2 separate regions of the Mus musculus genome follow, and region 2 is linked to region 1. The links are chromatin contacts, called in public HiChIP or PLAC-seq maps. All regions are on one chromosome and are shown on one strand. The core of a region is the stretch at or near the end of the contact, and the rest is flanking DNA. Distances in the headings are between cores, read along the strand shown. Region 1 overlaps Hmga2 (high mobility group AT-hook 2). Region 2 has its middle 19 kb from the start of 4930471E19Rik.

What was found. HiChIP or PLAC-seq counts read pairs in DNA pulled down with a chosen protein or histone mark.
Region 2: a contact with region 1 is called in an H3K4me3 HiChIP or PLAC-seq map of bone marrow-derived macrophages, with 2.6 times the contacts expected there. The contact joins two enhancer-like sites. A contact is called at or near these places in 4 of 39 promoter capture datasets (cranial neural crest, hippocampal neurons, liver and 1 more), 3 of 484 Hi-C or Micro-C datasets (the MC38 cell line, bone marrow-derived macrophages and embryonic fibroblasts) and 3 of 115 datasets of contacts at active chromatin or transcription factors (bone marrow-derived macrophages, fibro-adipogenic progenitors and pancreatic cancer cells).

The regions. Positions count from the first base shown.
Region 1 is chr10:120,427,841-120,430,800 of GRCm38.p6, reverse strand. All of the region lies in intron 3 of Hmga2 (high mobility group AT-hook 2), which reads left to right. Among named protein-coding and RNA genes, the nearest start is that of Mir763, 19 kb to the left of the region's middle. Within about 2 kb of position 1,455, at least 124 of the 459 cell types and tissues checked have an H3K27ac peak or open chromatin away from gene starts, as enhancers often do. A contact at or near this core is called in bone marrow-derived macrophages and embryonic fibroblasts, where this site is marked.
Region 2 is chr10:120,615,348-120,618,307 of GRCm38.p6, reverse strand. No RefSeq gene overlaps it. Among named protein-coding and RNA genes, the nearest start is that of 4930471E19Rik, 19 kb to the left of the region's middle. Within about 2 kb of position 1,442, at least 112 of the 459 cell types and tissues checked have an H3K27ac peak or open chromatin away from gene starts, as enhancers often do. A contact at or near this core is called in bone marrow-derived macrophages and embryonic fibroblasts, where this site is marked.

The DNA.
Region 1 (2,960 bases), core at 206-2,705:
ATTTGATGAGTAGAAATCATAAAAGCCAGCCTCCCAACGCAATTAGTGCGACTCCATTCCTCAGCATTCCAAGTGAATTATTGCTGCGCTGTCAAAGACAACAAAAACATTTGGGAAGGACTGTTTATTTTACAGCGGTTGACCAAAAGTATGCAAGTGGTTACAAAAAAAAGTAGCCAGCTAAAGTTGGGAGGTGCCACTCACACATCCTGAAATCCATTCACAGAGCTTTGACAGTCACTCCTGGTCACTGCAGAATAAGATCCCAGGAAGATTCGTTTTCCAGAGGAAAAATGGACTCAGCCGCAGAGCATTTCAGTCCAGAGCAGATTGCTAAGACCTCTGCCCACTGTCCTGTGGCACTGCCTTCTCGCCTCACTCCTAAGACTTCCTGGTTCAGTTAGTTCTCCCTTTGTTTGGTTGGTTTTGTTGTTATTTTGCTTGCCTTTTTCCAAAAGAGCTAGGAAAACGGTTTGAAAACTATCTTGTTACTACTGTTGTTCTGGGAGAGCCTGAGCTGCCCTTGGTATTTAAAGGTTAAAAGGAAGGCCGCCGCTGACAATCTCATTCAACTCTTGAGTTCAAATAGTTCATCTCAGAACTAAGTGGGAAAATAGAAAGTTTAATAAACATTAAGGATAAGAAAATGTAAGCTTAGAGAGGATCCAAGGCTTGAATAGGGTGTCAGACATGGCTGTATGAAAGGACTGGCCAGAAATAGGAGAGAGAGAGAGAGAGAGAGAGGCGCGCTCACACATACACACACACACACACACACACACAGAGGGGTTGGGGGAGAAATATGAATGAATATGTAGCCTGAGAGTTCTGAGAGTTGGACAATCTCCAAGTTCTCATTGGAGAATATGAAATGAGTTTTCCTTGATGAGAAGACATTGTTCCAAGACTCTGAATCTTGAGGCCAAGGTTTCTTTTACTTTAAAACCAAAAACAAAACCATCAGGTTTGGGGCTTTGTGGCAGCTCATTCATTGCACTTCTGAGAAGTGATATTAATCCTAACTGCCTCCGTGTAGTGTAGCCTTTCCACACTGATGTTTGGCGTGATCTAACATCACCCAGTAAATATTGATGACAGCATTCCTTTTAAAGCCACGCTCCTGCATTTGGTAATTTCCATACAGTTCCACACAAACATAGCTGGTTTTCTTGTTGGTCTGGGAGTTTGGGATGGTACCAAGTCTCTGCCGTGTATTACTAGGGCAGTGGACCCGTTTTGAAGATGCTACGGGCATCCAACGCTTTGCCTTCGGAGGGTAGACAGGGAAAAGGAGGAATCAGGCGAGCACCGATGGCCTCTTCCAACCTATTTCCACAGCTTCTCCTTGTCCCAGCCTGTTCCCAGTTTGCAAGTTTTGGGTTCTCTTCGTGCAAGAGACAGTTGTCCCTGTTCCTCATTCCTCGGTGCAGATGTTGTTGTTTGTGCCTCCTGAGTCACAGAGCCTTGTCATTCCCTTCGCCTTCTCTCTTTCTGCAGTGTTAATCACGTGTTTGCTGGCCAGGCTATGCAAATAACGCTTGGCTAAAAACATTTAAAGGATTATGAAGCAATCTTCCTTAATTGTAGCGAAACAAAACAAAACACAACACCACTCCCACCGATCCTCCGCTGAACAATCCAGTTAGGATTGGAACAGTCCAGACCTCAGCCTTGTCCTAGGCCACGGGAGAGGCAGGGAGGGGAAGGAACCGGGAATCCGCTCCATATCCGGGACTCCTTCACAGAGCTCGTAAGGGTACAGCCACCCTCCCTCGTTCCTTCCTGCAACTGTAGCCTTTCCCTCGGCCCAGACATGGCTTGAGGGCAGCGTCTGGCAGGGCTGGTTCTGCAGCCTACTCGGAGGTCCAGGCTGTGAGGTTTGGATGTGGCTTTTGCTGATCGGTATTTCCATCTCCTGTCCCTGGGCGGTCAGCTGCTGGCATGGAACCACAGAGCCTCATTCCCTCCCAGTAATCAGCCTGTCACCAAAGCCGTCTTCTCTGCCCAGAGGGAAGCGGGCACAGACCCCGCCGATGACTGCATGCCCAACGCAACCTTTGCAGCGAGCTGAGCCTAAGGCGTGCCCGCGCTTCTGTGGCTCCCGGGAGAATCCTGCTGCTAGTTGCGCAGTCGTGCCAGTTGGCCCCTGCACACCCTTTTGGTTCATACTGAAACGGCCAGCAGTTCGGGGAAGGAGGAAGCCTCTGCGGCTCCGCTATGCCGCTGGCTGCCAGGATTGTGTCTGTACTGGGTCCAGCAGCAGAAACAAAACAGGGCAGAGCCCGGGGTGGCCCCCGCTAGAGCAGCTGAGCACTCAAAACAAAGCCGCCCTCTCTGAGGGTAGCTGCAGCAGGCTCCAAGCCTGAGGCTGGAAGAGAACCTGGAGCATGGTTGAATCTTCCCAAGGTTGGGAAACTGAGGCCCAGAGAAGGCACATCTGGGTAGCCGCCCAACTTGGAGTAAAAATGGCTCCATCTTTACTAATGTTAAGTTTTAATAGGCCGGTTGATAAGGATTCAGTAACCTTGACAGAGTGCTTTAATCCATTCATATCTCATATCTTTATATCTCATCTGGAAGATGGGGAGCCAGTCATAGTTTTTAAGGGTCGTATGGACTGAATGAGAAAGTGTAAACAAAGAAGGTGGCATTGTGCCCATCACTGGAGCCTCCGGTCAGCGTTGCTGGGTCCCCAGTAAGACTTGAGTTTGCTTTGCAGGTGTAACAAGAAGGGCAGGGAATTGTTAAGTATCCGCTCAGTTAAAAGAGGTTTTCTAAGACAGAGTAGCGTTTTTTTATTCCCCCACCCCCTTAAGGAATACGTTTCAATTGAGATCACAGTGACTGGGCAGGCAAGATAGCTTAATTGGTAAAGGTGCTTGCCTCCAAACCAAATGACCCAAGTTCAGTCCCCTGAGCCTATGTAATAGAGGCTGTCCTCTGACCTCCTCACATATGAG
Region 2 (2,960 bases), core at 193-2,692, 190 kb before region 1:
TAAGACGTGCACTTTTCTGTGGGTATATGAATACATTTGAGTGTTAGAGATTAATCTAGTTTGGTAAAGGGGTGGTTGTAGTTTCTCCTCCAAGATCCATGACTTCACTAGTCCGGGGCAGCTGGCTAGTGTTCCAGCATCAGGCAAGATTCCCTCCTCTTGAGGGGGTCTTAAGTCTAATTACAGACCTGTTACCTCCAAAGTAAGGATGCTCCCCTAGGGTTATTGTGCCACACAGGTCACTGCTGTGGTCCATAGGCGCTGTAGTTGGATAAAATTGCTGGCTCTTTCTCTCCTGTGGAAGCTGGCATGGTGCCTTCTGGTGCCAAGAAGGCTAGCCCTTAGGAAGAACCATTCGGGTCAGTTCCAGTTTAGGGGCCTGTGCATGGTGTCTATAGCAAGACACCAAGAGGAGAGATTTACCTCCCACATCTGGAGGGCATCCAAGGAAAATAACAATAGTCCATAGAGTTTTGGGAATGCCTCAGATAATCCTGACCAACAACTCAAAAGAGGTCTTCTAAAGCCTGATGTGGGGGTTTCCTTAGGTGGAGGTGGTCTTTGGCTCTTGGAAAGAGCATTGTTAGCCCAGATGAAAAATATATACACATCTATATTTGTGTGTGTGTGTATATACATATATACACATATATATGTATATTGTTTATAGATTTATATTATAGAATTTTTTAGGCAGACAGTTAATAGTATGATCCGTTTATGAACTTTTCCAATATCCTTGCTGACATTTCATCCACCTCTCTCCTTTGTCTGTATTCTATCTCTATTTCCCCCTCTAATTCTTGTTACTGAATAATTTAGTGAGTTCGGAAATGAGGTCACCACGGCTCCCCGCCACTCGCTCCGTCTTGCTCTTCATTTAAGAACAAAATCAACAACTATGCTCTGCAAGTTTGTGGGTGCATTTAATTCAAACTTCTTTGCTTCAGATTCAAATCAATGCCAAGTATTTTGTAATCCCCTCTTCCTTCCATCCTCCTTCCCTCATTTCTAACCCCCTTATCTACAGTCAAGGAAAAAAAAAAGTTCATTTATAGGAGAAAGGAATCCACTGGAACCAAAGATGCCAGCTTGGGACCCTTTTCTCTGTGTGCCTGCTGGGGCGTCCCTGGAGTGTGGGAGCAGTTTCTGGGAGGTCCACAGGCTAGGTCAGCCAAGGGCCTTCTCTTTCCATTCATCCCCAACTTGACTCTGTATTCAGCTGAATATAGTTAAAGGATTTATTGCCGTCATTTTGCTCCTTAAATTAAGAGTCATTGTGGTGAGAACAAACCATAGCAATATGGCCCAACCACAAAGACAGAAATTACTTTGTAAGTTTCAAAGGATTTTCACCAAAGAACTGCTCTGTGCAGAGGGTGTTGGGGGAGACATCTGATGGAGACACGTTTTCTTCCGCCACTATAATAAGGTATGTGTACCCCTCCAGAGACGTGAGTCACATCTCCTGTGACAGGAAGCTGTGGATAGTTTCTGTGGGTTTGGGGGTGGGGGAGAGTTGTGTGTGTGTGTTAAATTTTCAACGCTGCCTGTTTCCTATGACTCGTGAGTGGCTCATCACCTGACTCATGTGCTCTTCTGGGAGGGGGTCTCCTAAATGTGGCTTTTAAATCTCAGTAATAAAGACACCCAGCTGTTCTGATTCCTAATAGGATGAGAGAACACACAGGAAATGGAGTCAGAGCTTTGAGTGAACATTTTCTGAGGTCATCTCTTCCTGGCTTTCTGCAGAATTATGCATAGACTGCTCTAGGCTTCAACACTTTTTTCTTTTTTTAAAGACCTTATTTTAAATGTTCCCCTCTTGGCCTCAGTAGATTAATAGATTCCAGTCAATCCTTTGGTTTTGTTGTTGTTTTCCAGGCTAAAGCCACACTTTGCTGAAGCTGACCCTCTGTGGGATGTGTACCCTGAGCCCCACTGACCCAGTCAGCAGGGAACTTGGCAAGTTCAGCGTAGATGAAGCTCAGGCTATAAGATTTGTAGGAGATGATGCAGGCTAAGATGGGAAGGGAAGCCAAGAACTAGATGTGCCTCTGTGCCAACCTGAGACCCAGTCTTTGCTTTTGCTTGGCTGACTCTTTCATTTTAATATTCAAAGTGTGGTCCCCATTTTGATTTAACATCCAGATCTCTCTGTTTCCTTGAGGCATGTTCATGCCCTCTCAGTTTGGGATGATTCTCACCCGCTTCTACCCCCAGCATTACAGTCTTGCACTATCTATCCCCCCCCCCCCACCCCAGCTATACAGCCTTGCACGATCTACCCACCAGCTATACAGCCTTGCACGATCTACCCCCAGCTGTACAGCCTTGCACGATCTACCCCCAGCACCTCTCTGGCTTTTCCTTCTGCTCTCTGCTCCAGCCACATGCTCCCTTGACTATGCCTGAAATGCACTCAAGGCCTCTACCATGTTCCCTCTCTGTCACACGCCTCCTGCAGATACTCATTCGTTTCATTCTTTACCTTTTAAACCCCTTTCTCAAAGTCCCTTGACCAGCAGCTTACAGACTTTTAAAGTCCGAACTCCCTATCTCCCCTACATGGTTTTTCTACCCATCCCGCTGCTTTGCCAAGCTTATTGCATGTATTGCCTGCCCTGACTAGAATGCACGTTCCCTAGGGGAACAGCGTTTGTGTACCGCTTGGTGTCAAGATCTAGAATACACCTCTTCAGGGCATATCTCCCAGGATGAATAGATACGCAGATTGCATAAGGGTTTACAGAAGACAGAGAGTTTACTTCTTCAGTCTTGGTTACCTGACATGACAGTGTTCTGTCCCCTAAGATAGGAAACACAGGAGGAGGAGTCCATTAGGGACGAAAGTAGACATCTTAATGTTTTACATGCCTGTGAGAAAACAACGTGGAAAGCCCAGTCAGAAGTCAGTGTCTTGGTCTTAGTGGTCAGATGAGGTATGGAGTGGTTTCCAA